Regions from separate parts of the Ovis aries genome. Here region 2 is linked to region 1. The links are chromatin contacts, called in public Hi-C maps. All regions are on one chromosome and are shown on one strand. Each heading gives the region's core, a stretch centred on a gene start, on an enhancer-like site or on the middle of the called end of the contact. The rest is flanking DNA. Distances are from core to core; before and after follow the strand shown.

Region 1 (7,518 bases), core at 3,169-5,668:
CTGTCAGCAGTTTCCTAAGCCTTAATCCTTCCTCCTTTCGGGGATTTCATTCCCCAGTCCCAAGGTCTCAGGTTGCCCTCAAACTTCCTTCTTAGCAAAACAGGAGGAACTGGGGTTAGACTGGAGTTAGAACTTCCAACTAAGGAGGAAGGAAGGATACCAAAGGCGATGGGGGAGCCTTGGATCTATTTGAATAACTTAGAATTCTGATAGAATATGTTGGGAACCGTAGGCAGCGAATGTGAGGGGGCCCGGGGCAAGAGCAAAAGCATCTCTTTCTCACAGCGGCTTTAGAGAACCCCAGTGAGGACGAAGAGGAGATGGCTCCAGAAAACTGGGGGCAATTCCCGGCTGAATACTTAAGTACCCCATTATGGCTTCAGCCCTAACCCCTTCTCTACCTTTAGGGAATCTGCTCTTTTCCGGTGCCAGAGAGTAAAGGGGTCAGAGTACACTCAGGTGGCGATCCAGATTCCAGAAGGGGGTGGTCTGCAGGGGGTGTTGTAAATGGGCCCTAGGTGGTGTCCCAGGGTGTTGAGTGAGTCATCTCTGGGGGGCTGAGCTGGACCCTGAGCGTGCTGGGGGGGCTGGTGCTCCAGGCCCCCCTCCCTGGCTCGGCCTGGGGCTATGTCGGATCGGGTTTCTCGGCGCCTGGAGCCTCCGCGAGGCCGAGCTGTTCCCGGGCCCCGGCCAAGCCGCCCCGGGCGCTGGCACTGTGTGAGGAAGCAGGAGGGGGGTGAGGGGGAGCAAGGGAGGGCTGCGAGGGCGTTTACGTAACTGCCTCTGGGAGCCCGCCCCGACCTGCCAAACCCCACTGTGGGACTTTGTGTGATTGAGAGCGTGTGTGACTGCGTGTGCGCCACGTGGTGTGACTGAGTACTTGGTTGTGTGGGTGACCGTGTCTATGTGTGGTGCGGTGTGTAAGTGTGTGATTCCAGGAGTTCGGTCCTTGAGACCTCTAACTCCCAGCCCCAGGCAGGGGTCCCGGACTCCCAGTGTGCCATAGTGAGGTTCAATATACACATTTCACTCTTTGAGACTAGGTATGTAACATGATGGGCTTTCCAGGTGGCGCTAGTGGTAAAGAACCTACCAGCCAATGCCGGAGACATCAGAGACCTGGGTTCGATCCCTGGGTCAGGAAGATCCGCTGCAGAAGGGCATGGCAACCCACTCCAGTATTCTTGTCTGGAGAATCCAATGGACAGAGGAGCCTAGTGGGCTACAGTCCTCGAGGTTGCAAAGAGTTGGACACGAAAAGAGTCACGACAGAGTGACTTAGCATGCACGGACATGTGATTTTAAATAAGGTGTGCCCAGCATTTGGAGGTAAGGCAGTCTGGGTGTGTATTTGTGATTTTGGGTAGCCAGGTATGTGCCCCAAGGTGGACCTTTCTGATGGTATAACAGGTTAGAAATAAGCACCATTTCCTGAAGGAGCACTGGAAAATGTAGATGGGGTGGGGGCTCTCTTTCCTTGAGGACAAAGGAATCGGAAAGGGTCCTTGCCACCCAAAGGCTTGGCATGGCACAGCTATCTCCAGGGAAAGGGGGGTGGATGGGAGGTGGTCCAAGTGTAGGTCAGGATGGAGGAGGGTGGAGCCAAAAGTTTTTCATGGTAGCCATAAAACTCTGAGGAGTTTTACAGAGTCAGGGAGAACCCCCACCTCCAATTTCCCAAGGCCTTCCAGAATGCTCAAATCTGTAATCCCCGTCTCTTGCAGAGCACTAGGGCTCTGAACTGGGGACGTTATTCCCTGCTGACCCATAGGAGAGGCAGATGGTGAAGATGGCGTGGGGTTGGGGGAGGGGGTCAGCAAAGTGGGATGTGGCTTAAGGATAAGTGGGCATGAAAGAGAAGGGGAATGATGTAGAGCTGGGGCTACCAGGGATAGGGACGCCTATTAAAGCCGGAGAGGAGACAGGTCCAGCTCCTGCAAGGGATTCGAAGAGCCACCGACGAGGCTCGGCTTTGCCGCCAGGGAGATATGGTAAAGGAGGGTTCAACACGGAGGCTTAGAAAGCTCAGAAGCTCGTTTGCAGACAGGGCACTGGAGCCAGCAGGAGCAGAAAAGCACGAGTAATCTGTTGCCCCAGCCGAGACGCAAGGCGAATCTCTTCTGGACCAGGTGGCAGGGGCAGGTGGGAGACAGGGGCCGCACCCTCGTTGCTCGTTTAGGAGGACGCTGCTGCCTCTTTGCCGGAGCTGCGGCTTGAGCGGGAACGCGCCTCCCGCACTGCTCGCCAGGTGTCGCTGCGGCCCTGGGGAAGCGGGCGCGGCCGCTGGGTACTGCGTCGCGAGAAGCTGCAGATAGACCGACGGTGGAATCCGTTTCGACGTGCGCCTCTGGTCCTCGCTAATCCTCGGAAACAGCGATTTACCTGGCTGCCGGACCCCGGTTACCCCGCCCGGTTAACAGCACCCGCGGGCTTGGGCACGACCTATGGCACCCCAGGGCCCCCAGGTGGGGAGGGCACGTTGGTCAGGGGCGGATCTCCCCTCCGATCTCAACCTGGCAGAAAGCTGCTGAGTCCAGGACACGGGAAGGTCTGGAGGTCAAGTCAGCCCACCAAGAACCCCTCAGATCTCGACGCCAGACTGCGCCTCGAGGGGAGGGGCGCCCCCCGCCTCAGCATCCAACCTCTCCCAGGCCTAGTTTCGGCACAGAAGGAGAGGCAATTCCTGACACCCCCCCCCCACCGCCGCCTCCCTCACCCCCAGATTCTGTCGCACCATTTCCACTCCTTCCCGGTGCCCACCACCCTGTCTCCGCCCGCGACGTGGGTACTTGAAGGCTCCTTATCCAGAGAGGCCAGATAGAAGACACCTACTGTGGGTGGGCGTGAGCTGATTTCGGCTGGAAGTCACTATTTCTCCGTGTGTCCCTAAGCCCCAGCTGGCCCTCTCTGAGCCCCAGCCCCGGCTGACCCCTGCTGGTTGCACTGATGGGATCCTGCGGCCACGGAAGTAAAAGTGAAAAGCCCGAGCAGTAGCAGGAAGGTTTTTTCCTCTGCAATGGGAGTCCCTGAGGCATTTGTTGGGAAAAGGGCCCGGGCGCTCTGGGCAGCCTACTAGGAAAGGGTGTGAGGAAGTAGCGAGATACTTCCTTCCCCCTCTTCCCCGCCCGCAAACCTCGCACAGCTCCCCGGAGGGGCCAGGCAGCTGGGATTATGGGTCAAAGGTCAGATGAAAAATCCAAGGGGTGGGGATGGGGGTGGGCCACTCGTTCTCCGCCCCCTGGCATTCACCCTTTCTGTGGCGCTCTCCTGTGGCCTCAGAAGTAGTCCGGTTGTCTAACCTGAATGCCTCCCTGTAATAGCCAGACCCCTAGGCCCCGGGGCGCGGGAAGTGAGCACACCAGCCCGCCAGAGGCCCAGGCTGCGAAAGGGAAGCTCGAGGGGTGAACCTCCAGCGCCCAACTCTGGCACTCGCGCTCTGGCACTGCCGACCCGGGCAAAAAGGGCGCACTCCCTACATCCCGCATCCCAGTGGCGGTCAATCCCAGGCTGTGTGTCCGGGGATGAGTTAGGTGATGGTGAAGGAGAGGGGAAAGGGGTAGTTGTGGTGTATCACCGGAAATTTGATGGGAGGGGAGGGCCTGGGTTTTCAGCCTGGTCCACTTCGGGTCGTGCGAGCAAACAGTCCCCCTTCCTTCGATGTGAGGGGTGTACGTGTCTAAGACTGGGAGAGGGGGCGTCGTTGCTGGGGGCGGTAGGAGATCTGGGAGGGGCGGAGGCGGCTGGCCTCTCCGGCCCAAAGTAGGGCCTGGGGGCTCCTGCTCCAGCTCTTCTCACGGAGATGCTGGCGGGAGGACCCTGAGAGTTGGCCCCGGGTGTGCCAGGGTGTCCGTGCGAGGCACTAAGGGCTCGAACTTGCGGGAGTGTGCGTCGCGGAGACCTGGCCAAGGCTGAGCGAACGAGGGAGTGTGAATGAGCGACCCTGGGGGATTGGATGCGCTCCCAGCGGCCCTGGGGAATCCGGCCGAGTGGGTGTGGGTGTGGGTGTGCGCGCGTTTCTGAGACCCGCGGTCCCGGCTGCGCGTGAAGCACGGGGACTACAGCCGTCTGGAGGGCGTTCCCGAGAGACGGTGAAGGCGAGGGGGCCACGCGTGCCAGTGCGGGCGAGTGTGCCCGCGGGGGGAGGGCGGGAGCCAGCCTGAGTGAGGGGGAGTGGGGTCTCACAGGCCTGCGCAGGATGACTGTGCCCGCGCGTGCCAGGAGCGGGAGCGTGCCACGGCGGGGGCGCGCGGGGGCCGTGGTCGGGAGGGGGTCGCGGCGCGCGGCCGCAGAGGCGCGGGGAGACAAGGAGGGAGGGGGAGGGGAGCGAGGGCGCGCGCGGCCGGGCGGGCGCCCGCGGTCACATGGGCGAAGGAAGGAGGGAGGGAGCGCGCGAGGGAGGGAGGAGGATGGGGGGGGTTAAAGCCGCCGAGCGCCGAGGAGCCGGTGCAGAGCGGGCGGCGGCGGCAGCGGAGGCGGCGGCTCCAGCCGGCGCAGCGCGGGGCTCGGCGGCGGGATCCGGCGGCGGTGCTAGCTCCGCGCTCCCTGCCTCTCTCCCTGCCGGAGGCGGTCGAAGAGCTAGGTGCGGAGCCCCGGCGGCCCGAGAGCGCGGTGAGTACCTCGCGCGGAGTGCGCGCGGCCGGACCCTCAAACCCTCAGGTTGACCGACAGATCCGCGGCCCTCGTGCGCGCGGGAAGAGGGAGGGGATGTGCATGGGCCCGAGACTGGGGTGGGGGGGACAAGAAAGTTCACGGGAAACTTTGCCCGTAAACTCGGGGGCGGGGGCGCAGAAGAAGCAGCCCCCCACGTCCGGGCGCGCCGGGGGTTGGGCGTGGTGGTGGTGGGGCGGACAGTCGGCCGGCGGGAGGTGGCAGGGATCGATTGCCCTAGCACCGGGTTCTCCCTGACCTCTCAACGTCGCGCGCAGGGTCTGGGAAAATTCCGGAGCTGGGGGGTCGTAGTGACCCCCGCGCGCCCAGAGGCGGCTTCCTTCTCCAGCAGAAATCTGGACTTGAAAGCGCCCAGGGGTGTGAACGGAAGGTTGCGCGTCCGCCAGTATATGGGTGTCCATGAGAATCCGCTTGTGTGTGTGTGTGTGTGTGTCGGCGCGAGCCTGCCTGTGGTTTCCTCGTGAGTCCGCCTGGATGTATCTCCGTTTAGTGGGTCTCCTCCAGAATCTCTTTGTAAGTGCTCCCGTGTTGTGTGTCCGTGTGAGTCCGCCTGCGGTGTATCCCCGCCTCTTTGTGAGTCTGCCGGTGTGTGTCTTCCCCTAGTGCGGCTCTGCTGGAGCCAGCCTGGGTGTCCCTGTGCTGCTCGGAGTAGTGTAGCACCCGGTGCGTGGGGGCTGGGCTGCGGGGAGGTCACCAGACGGACAGCTCTCCTCCTCGGCTCCGAGCCTCTCCTCTCCCAAGCCTCTCTTCCAGCGCTAGATCTCGCGCTCGCCCGCTCCCTTGGCCCCCTCCCCCCGTCAGTAGCTTCAGGCAGGCAGGACTATTTCACGCCTTGTTGAAAATTCAGGATTTTCTTTCTCTTTCCGTCTAGTCTCTCTCTTTTGAGAAGTGTCTGTGTGGCTGGCAGTGTTGTGTCTGCAACACTGGGTGTGTGTGTGCATGCCGCTGGAGAAGTGTGTCTGTAACGCTATTTGCTTTGCCTGTAGTACTTAATGTAATTGTGTCTGTGTCACTGGGGGTATTCCTGTGGCTGTAATCACGGAGGTGGTGGGTGTATGAAATGCTGGGTGTGTTTGTGCATCTGTAATTGCTGTTTGTTGGGGGGTCTGAAACACTGAGTGCATTTTTGTGTGTCTAACTCTGGGTATGATTGTGTACCAATGCATGTATGGGGATGATGGAGCTTGAACAATTAGATGTTTCTATGGCTGTATGGCTAGCCAGAGCTTGGTAGGTGGAGGGGACTGTGTCTCCATAGATTCTGCATACCTGTTCCACTGCCAAAATCCACACAGATCCTCTGGGCTGGTTCTTAGGGCTCCTGGTCGGGATTGGTGCCATGCAGCTCAGGTTCACTCACACTCCATCACGGTTGATACTCCGACTGGGACCCTGAGCCTTATGTGAAAAGTAGGAGTTTAAAGTTCACGTGCAAGACTTCTAGAGGCTCTGGAATTTATACTCAGCTTCGTACTGGGACAGTTAAACTCATATGGACTCACACTCAGAATTACCACAGGACGGTGGACTTCCACTCAGATTCACACTTATATTCTGGTCATATCCAGTGATATATTTCAGTCCTGGAGTTTACACTCAGACTCACATTGGGACTCTAGGCTCACACTCTAGATTCACATTTCTGTCCTGAGGCTCATAGGCTAATACTGAGACCTAGACCCCAAGCTCAGAACTCCCAGAGGTCCTAAGGCTCACACTGGGACTCACACTGGCACCATGGAGCTTTCTCAGATTCACACATTCTAGGGCTCACACCCAGACTCACTTGGGGAACCAGGGGTTCATTTGAGCTCAAGGACTCACATAGGACATTGGGTTTCATACATGCATGCTCACATCTTGGAGTTCACACTCAGATTCACACTAGGACACGCAAGATACTCACTTCCATCCTGGGATCACTTAGGGACCCATACTTATAAAGGGACCCCAGTGCTCATGCTCAGACTCACATGGGGAACCTTAGCTAACACTCAGAAAGCCCCGAAGACCAGGGGCTCACATGAACACTAGGACTCTTGCCTGTACTGACTTGTTTGGGAATCCTGGGGCTCACAGTTAGACTCCCATTTCAGCCCTGGGGCTTATAGTCATATGCACAATGAGACCAGCATTCACACTCAAACCTAAACTTCCATCTTGGTGTTCACACTCAGACTGACATCCCTGGTAGTTACATTAAACTTGCTTCCATCCTGGGGCTTAGATTCAGACCCCACGGCTCACATTCAGACTGGTACTTGCAACCTGAGGCTTTCATATTCACATGGAAACCCTGGGATTCACACTTAAAATCACACTAAGTTAGCTTTCCATTCTGGGACACTCAAACCCACATTAGGATTATGTTCACACTCCCAGGGGAACTTAGAACTCACAGTTCAACTCACCCATGCTTTCACTGGTTTATGGTATGTCTCGGGGCAGCTGGGGACCGGAACAGAGACTATTACAAGATCTGTGTTCTCCAGAGGTGGGGAGTGGAAGAGATATGTGTTTGGTCATGTCCATTACTTGGGTCGTGGGCTGGTGGAGAGTGGTGGGAAACACCCAGTTAAACCTTTCTGCCTGTTCTTCCAGAGGAGACTAGGCTCTCAATCACTCTCAGGACGGCTGAGTGGCTTTTTGGTTCAGGGGTGACATGTACCCTTAGGGTTCCCTATGAACCATGTACATGCACAGTTTTGTTCAGTAGTTTTGGGTACCTCTCCTGTGATAGAGAGGGTCAGGTATGGGGAAATAAGACTAATGTTTCCCAAGACATCGCCCCCATCCCAGTCATCCTTCAGATGGGAGCAGCGTGACGGCTGACTTGAGGGGGATAGACAT
Region 2 (7,518 bases), core at 2,952-5,451, 42 kb after region 1:
TTCAGTCCCCCACCTCTGCCCCTGTTTTTGTACAACCCTCTACCTTTCTTGCTCCCACCCCACAGTATTTAATGCCCTGTCAGTCCCTTCTAGTCTGACTCAATGGTAACTTGCTGTATTTGAATTTTTTATAGATGTATATACAGGGGTGGGGGTGGGGGGGTTCTCATTAAACGTCACCATTTCATGAGTCCTTGGAACAGACCCGCTTTGGGAAGGTAACCCTCACCCCAGGACCCCTCCCCTTCCAGGCCTGGAAGAGGGAAGAGGTGGGGAGGGGCAGGTCAGCTCCCAGGAGGAGGTGTCTGGGGTCGGGGCTTTCTGCTTCTGGTGGGGAGGGAGCACTCCCTGGAGGTCACGGGCGGAGTTGTGGGGAATGAAAGGTCCCAGCTGGCGAGGCAGCTCTCACCTGGGAATGTCCTGACAGCCCTTGCTTGCTTGCTTGTTTAGTTCCTCAGTCGTGTCCAACTCTCTGCAACCCCATGGACTGTAACCCACCAGGCTCCTCTATCCATGGGATTCCCCAGGCAAGAATACTGGAGTGGGTTCTAGTCAGCCCTGCAGGCTGCTAAGTCCTGGCAGGGCCGTGGCCTGTTAAGGGCTGTCTTCGGAGCTTCTGCATCCACAAGTGCCCAGGCCTGGCTTTACCCACAGGGCAGAGGGGCATGAAGGGGAGGAGATCAGGCTCCATCCTCTGAATGGAGGGCTTGTCATCCCTGCCAGCCAGGAGACACAGGCCAAGGTTCAGCCTGAACTCGGGGCTCTGTGTGCAGAGGGGCCTGAGCCTGGGCGGGCGGGGAGGTTGCCCGGAGGAGGCCACCTGGCATGTGACCTGGGACTTGACTCAGGACGGGGAGTGTGGACTGTGTGATCTACCCCGGTGTTAGGTTACAGCGAGGATTCGGTGTGAGTGGGAGAGGAGCGGGCTTTGGCTTCATACGGTGCTCAGTCTTTGGTGCAGCCCCATGCCCTGCTCACACCCACACCCTTCCAGTGCCCAGGCTGGGACTCCAGGTTCCCTTTGATTGCTCCTCAGAGGAGGAGCCTCAGGCTGCCCCAGGCCTGCTCAGGTCCAGTCCCGTTCTTGTCAGAGCCACCCCTCTGCAGCTCCTTGGCTGAGAAGGCCCAAGGCTGGGGCCAAGTTGGAAGGCACCTTTGGCCTAGGGGTAGGGGCACAGGGTTAGGCCAGAGCCCCAGCCAGAGAGCCAAGCCTGGCCGTGCTCTGGGCAGCTGGAGCAAGGAGAGAAGTGGAGTCAAAGCCGTGAACATGCAGGCCAGCGCACACTTCCCCCACCTCCACCCCCCAGCATGCACCAAGCCATACCACCACTGAGCCGCTGACCCCCGGGGCACACATGCAGCCCGGGTTTAAGCCCTCCTCCTCAAGCCAGGGTCAGGAAATGGGCATTTCATTGCTGGTCTCCATGCCCACCCGGGATGATGTCCTGGGAGGATGGATTCATGGTTCCAGGAGCACTGATGAGTCAGGCCTGGACAGGACTCTGGGTAGGTGAAGGCCTGAGAACAAATGGGCCCAGCCCTCCTCTAGCCTGGGCACTGGAGGACAAGGGGGCGTTCCAGGCTGGAGATGCTGTGGAAGGCAGAGGCCGGTGTCAGGCTAGAAACACCTGTGGTTTTTCAAGCCAGATAGCCCCAGCTGTATGAGCACGCTGCTCCTCATCGACAGGAAGGGGCTCCCAGGAAGAACCTCCTGAGAAGCGACTGTGGACCCATCTCTGTGTCCTGGATCCCCAGTGTCTGTCTGGTATCTGTGAGGTGAAGCTTGGGCCTGAAACCTGCATTCCAGGGGTGGAGGGCATAGGGGGGTCACCAACTCTTGAGAAGGACATTGTCTTCTCAAGGTTGGTCCAAGCCTCCCTCTTCCCTGTCCTGTGGTAGGAGGGCTATAGTAGGGGGTCTCAGGCGCATGCTCTTTCCTGCCTTGAGAGCCCTGGTCAGCCCTGACCCACCCACCGCCCACCCAAGGCTTGGGCATCATCAATCTGGTCTCCATTAGCAACATGGGAAAGCAATTATGTGGGGCCTGGGGAGGAGAAGGAAGGGAGGGGGCTTGCAGGAACCTCAGAGGCCGATGGAGAGGAGGATCAAGGCGTCTCCCTGACTCCATTCCCAACGGAGAGCCCCAGCCCCATCCCAAGCCCTTAGGGGGCTTCAGGGACAGTGTCCCCACATCTGACCAGACTGGACCCAGGCCCAGTGGTGGTCATCCCTCTTTGGGAGTCCTGATCCCCCATCTTGCAGAGGCTGCTCGCCTGGGGAGGGTCTTGGCTGCTGTCTGTGGCTGCCTCCTTAGGCTGGCTCTTCCGCATCCGTTATATCTCGTCGTGGTTCTGGGGAGCTGAGGACAGCCTTGGCATCAGTTTTTGGAGCTCAGTCAGAACCTGGAGAATTAAAACCCTGCTGGTGGAGGTGGGGGTGGGGCACTGCTGGGGGAGATTTGGATCCCACCCCACAGAGCAAGCAGCCCAGCCTTTTAGCTCACTAGTTCTTGCTCTCTCAAGGGGCACGGGAACCTTCCTTTGTGCCATTCCTGTAGCACTACCTTGTCTGCCCATCATCTCTCTGAACCCATTCTATGCCTATGTCTCTGTCCCATGCCTATCTCTGAACCTTTGTTCTGGTCTCTATCCTTGTGTTTCTCTCTGTATGTCTCGTGTGTCTGCTGCCCTCTTTGTCTTTCTAGCCATCTCTTTCTCTCTCTCCATCCCTGTCTTTGCCTCTGTCCCTTCTCTCTCTCTCTCAGTCTTGTCTTTTCCTGCTTCCCTCCCTCTGTCCCTGTGGGTCTGTCCCCATTGCTCAGTCTCCGTGTCTCTCCCTGTGTGTCTGTCTCTGCGTATGTATATCTCCAGCCCCAGCTGTGTGTCTCTCTTCCTTCTTCCAGACTCTGGCATCCATTCCCTCTCTCTGCCTCTCTCTCCGTGTTCCTGTCCTGGTCCAGACCCCAGCCCCTGGCTGCCATGCCTCCCTGGCCTGAGCCAGGGGCTGTCCTGGCTTCTGCTGCCCCCTCTCGGCTGCCTGCCCACCCTTCATCCTCCCGGGCAGTCAGTGATCAGTGCAGGCATCCCATGCCTGCCTCTCAGCCGCCGGCCAGGAGAGGGAGGTGGTCAGGAGACTGCAGGCAGGAATACCTCCATGCAACCCCTGGCATTGAGAACTCCCTAAAGCTCACTAACTCCCTAGGCTGGGGCTCTGAGAAAGCTTATCTTCACATGTAAAGAATAGGATACTTGCTCCAAAGCCAGCCCTGGGGCCGGCATCTGTGTGTCTGTGTCTTGAGATCCATGTGTTCACTATGCCCAGAGCTACTGAACATGGACAGGTAGAGACAGAACCTTCAAGAGCTAGCACCTACCTGGGGATGTAGGGCTAAAGCCTGGAAGGACTGGAGTTCAATCCTCACCCCTCTTCTCAGAGGAGGGCAGAGAGGAGGGAGGTCTGAGGAGAGAAGTCTGATGGAGCTCGTCTGAGGAGGGAGGCTGGAAGGGAGGCTGACAGTCACTCTGATGGGGAAGGCTAATCTGGAGGTGAGTGGGTCTGAGAGGGCCTGTAGACAAGACTGGTCTGAGGGAGGCTGGCCTGGGACACTTGCTGCTGAAGAGATCTTGTTTGGAAGGGCCAGTGTGAGGGCCTAGGCCGATCCAGAGATTTCCAAAGGGACCAGTCTGAGGAGGGTCTACTCTGAAGACACAAGGGTCTGAGAACAGGACCAACTAGCCCTAGTTTGCCTGGGACTTTCCCAGGTTTAGCACTGAATACCCCCTCATTTCCAGGAAAATAGAATAGTTGGTCACTCTATTTGAGAAAGTCTTGGCCAACAGCACTGGTCTGATGGGAGAGGCCTGTCTATGAGCAAGCGATCCAAAGGAGCCCGGTCTGATAGTGCCTGAGGTCTGAGGGGAGAGGTTGCTCAAGGCTAGAAGCTTCTTTGAGCAGGAGAAAGGGACGACAGAGAAAGAGATGGTTGGATGGTATCACCGACTCAATGGACATGAGTTTGAGCAAGCTCTGGGAGATGTTGATGGACAGGAAAGCCTGGCGTGCTGCAGTCCATGGGGTCGCAAAGAGTTGGACGCGACTGAGCGACTGACCAACGACAAAGGCCCTGAAGGGAGTGGACGATTTGGGTCCTTCCAGAGGGCAATGGCTTGGGGAGTGGCCACCAGGGGGCAGGGCAAGCTCTCAAGAGAATCAGATCCAAAGGCTCCAGAGGGAGCCAGACAGTGTGGGGCTGTGTGAAGGGTGCCCGCAACATCGCAGACATGTCTGTGTGATGCTGTGCAGCTGTGCAGTCATGTTTTGGTGTGGCTGGGTGAGCAGGGGCACGTCTGTGATGTGGCAGCATGTGCCCAGTGCGGCTGCAGCTGAGGCCTTGTGCGTGGCTATAGGGGATGGAGCAGGAGTCTCTTGGGGCACCTGGACAGGGAGGCTGTGGGTGGGCCATCAGAGAAGTTTCCCTGGGAGGAGCTGAGATGGGGAGGAGAGGTGGACCCAGGCTTCCCCATCTGTGCCCGCGCCTGCACACCAGAGGATCCTTGAGAGTGCAGACACTGAGTGCTTTGGTCACGCACAGGGGCAGTCCCCAGGCTAGTCTGCATGCCTTGGCCCTGCCTGCCCTCCTCTCCAGTGTCTCCCCTCCTGCTACCTTCAGCTGGTGCTGCTCCAGCTGAACACCCCACACCCATCCCACTGCACCCCGTTCCTCCATCACTGTTTCTAGTGCTCCTATCTCCATGTCTTGGTTCCTGCTGTTCCCTACCAAATATCTCTTCTGATGCTGCCTCTGTGAAACACTCCCTGCTCATCCCTCTTCACAGTGGGCTGGGTACCCACTCTGTGCAGAGGCCTAGTTCTGTGGACCCCAGTCTCACCACTGGGACCTAAGAGTCATGGGGATGGGGCTGGTAGGATCTTGTCCATAGTTGGGGGCGGGGGGGGGCGGGGTCCGTCAGGGGAGAGGCATGGACCAAACAAGGCCGGGAATCTCCGAGTTAGGACAGCAAAGAGACGTCACCATCGCAGAATCACTCCACTTGGTCTTACCCTCCACTAACAAACTGAACAAAAGCCAAAACAAACCAAAACAAAAATGCTGTTACAAGCTCAAGTCCAACCAAACAAGGAAGTTCTTTTTATAAACCTTCAAATGCGATAGCCAAGGAAAGGAACAGAAGATTCTGAAGCAGTGCGTGAGTGGTATGTCTCCTAACCCCATGGCCAAAAGTAGCACTGAGAAAAGGCGAGTCAACAGAACACCAAGAATTCTCACTAATACACTGTAATCTGAGAGAAGTGGACTGTTGAGTGAGTAGGTAGCCTCAGGGAAAATCTGGGGGAGCGGCTGGGGGGGGGGAGAGAAATGCTTTGTAAATGTGCATGCGTGCTAGGTTGCTTCAGTCAGTCTGCAACTCTATGGACCTGTCAGGCTCCTTTGTCCATGGGATTTTCCAGGCAAAAATACTGGAGTGGGTTTCTCTGCCCTCCTCCAGGGGATCTTCCTGCTGTATTCGTCCATGAGACCTCAGGAGAGGCAGGAAGAGGTGCTATGGCTTGGTATCTTCCAGAGTACTGGTCTGAGGCTGGGGGCTCCAAAGCTATAGGATGGGGAGTGCACCACCCACTAGCTGCAGCAGGATCTCTAACAAGGCCTCAGAGAGGCAGCGCTCAGGCCCCATTAAGGTCAGCAGGCAGCCCCACCCAAGCCACCTTCAGGCCACAGAGATGGGGTGGGTGGACTTGAAAGCAATAGCCAGCTTTTAAACCATAGCTCCCAGGGGAAGATAAAATGGTCCAGACAAGATGAGCAGGCATTTGACTCCAGAGCAAGGAGAGGTCTGCTGAATGTGAATGTGGCAGATATAAGAGGAAAGGAAAGAGCATGGCCTCTAGGCACATGGATCATAGCTGTGACATAGGTGGGAAGGAAGGGAAGGAGGCAGGGAAAGAAAGGAACAGGAGGACAGAAGGCAAAAACAAGATAAACAGCCCAATCTAGAAGAAAACACAACCAAAGGAATAAAGGCAGACTTCTGGCAAGTTCTTCCTGTTAGGGAAGGCTGTAATAATAGTATGAAATCAATAAAACAGGAACCCAAAGACAGGATGATAAAACAACAATGAGATGAAAGAGAGATCACAGAAGCAAGGAAAAATAATAAAGGACCCAAACAGTACCATTACAGATGTAACAAATAAACCAGAAACAGCAAAGCACAGAATGGATATGACTGGACAGCAAAGTAATGTGTAGGAAAGACTTGAAATACCAAGAGTAAATGTAAAGACATTCAAGCAATTAGAGTGAAGGACAAAGACAAGCTACCATAGCATAATTAGCAGCCCTAAAGCTGAGGTTCCAAAAATGGAACAGCAAGAGTTATTAAGGTATGAAACACAGGAAGGCTTCCCCTGAAATGAAACAAGAACTGAATATTCAGATTGAAAGTGCACACCATATGCTAGAAGAATTGATACGGAATAGCATTGACATTAAGACACACTGATTTAGTAACCAAACTTAGAGGATAAAATAAGAATACTTGAGAAATCTAGGCAGAAAAAGCAAGTCATGTCAGTGGAGGGGAAATTCAGTCTGAACTCAGATCTCTCCAAGGTAACATTCATCAAACGAAGATAATGAAACAAAATCTACAAAATTCTGAGGGTAAAAAAATGTCATCCCCCAAAACATAATGAACCAAGGAGTTGATCTCAATCATGAATTTAGGGATACAGAACTCAGGAGTCCTTCTGGAAAAACTAGTCAAGGACAAAATCCAACCAGCCAAGAGATGAACCAAAATAAGAGAAGGGGAAGAGCTGAGAAGGGGAAGTTCATGGTAAAAGGACTGGAGCGTGCTCAGGCACTCAGTTGTGTCTGCTTTGCGACCCCATGCTCCTCTTTGCATCCCGCCATGCTCCTCTCTGCATCCCGCCAGGCTCCTCTCTGCATCCCGCCAGGCTCCTCTCTGCACCCTGCCATGCTCCTCTCTGCATCCCTCCAGGCTCCTCTCTGCATCCCGCCAGGCTCCTCTCTGCATCCCTCCAGGCTCCTCTCTGCATCCCGCCAGGCTCCTCTGGTCACCGTGTCTTCCTCCAGTGGATCTTCCCAACCCAAGGATCGCATCCATGTCTCCTGCGTCTCCTGCATTGGCAGTTGGGTTCTTCACTACTGAACCACCTGGGAAGCCCCAAGAGGACTGGTGGTGAAGATTAATTCCTTTAGATTAAGATTTAACTGTTAGGAATTTTAGTTGCAGAACGGAATGTAAATATTATGCTGCTGCTAAGTCGCTTCAGTCGTGTCCGACTCTGTGCGACCCCATAGATGGCAGCCCACGAGGCTCCTCTGTCCCTGGGATTCTCCAGGCAAGAACACTGGAGTGGATTGCCATTTCCTTCTCCAATGCATGAAAGTGAAAAGTGAAAGTGAAGTCGCTCAGTCGTGTCCAACTCTTAGCTACCCCAGGGACTGCAACCCACCAGGCTTCTCCGTCCATG

What was found. A called contact is a pair of places that touch in the nucleus more often than the background predicts.
Region 2: a Hi-C map of hypothalamus shows a contact between it and region 1, with 3 times the contacts expected there. The contact joins the enhancer-like site here to the promoter of CNTFR in region 1. A contact is called at or near these places in 6 of 16 Hi-C or Micro-C datasets (hypothalamus, liver, omental adipose tissue and 2 more).

What each region holds. Positions count from the first base shown.
Region 1 is chr2:36,971,657-36,979,174 of ARS-UI_Ramb_v3.0, forward strand. It overlaps CNTFR (ciliary neurotrophic factor receptor), which reads left to right and starts at 4,419. Exons shown (of 13, transcript XM_060410884.1): 1 at 4,419-4,608.
Region 2 is chr2:37,013,735-37,021,252 of ARS-UI_Ramb_v3.0, forward strand. CNTFR (ciliary neurotrophic factor receptor) reads left to right here. Exons shown (of 13, transcript XM_060410884.1): 12 at 1-7,518. Among named protein-coding and RNA genes, the nearest start is that of TRNAG-CCC, 16 kb to the right of the region's middle. Within about 2 kb of position 4,202, at least 19 of the 54 cell types and tissues checked have an H3K27ac peak or open chromatin away from gene starts, as enhancers often do. A contact at or near this core is called in hypothalamus, where this site is marked.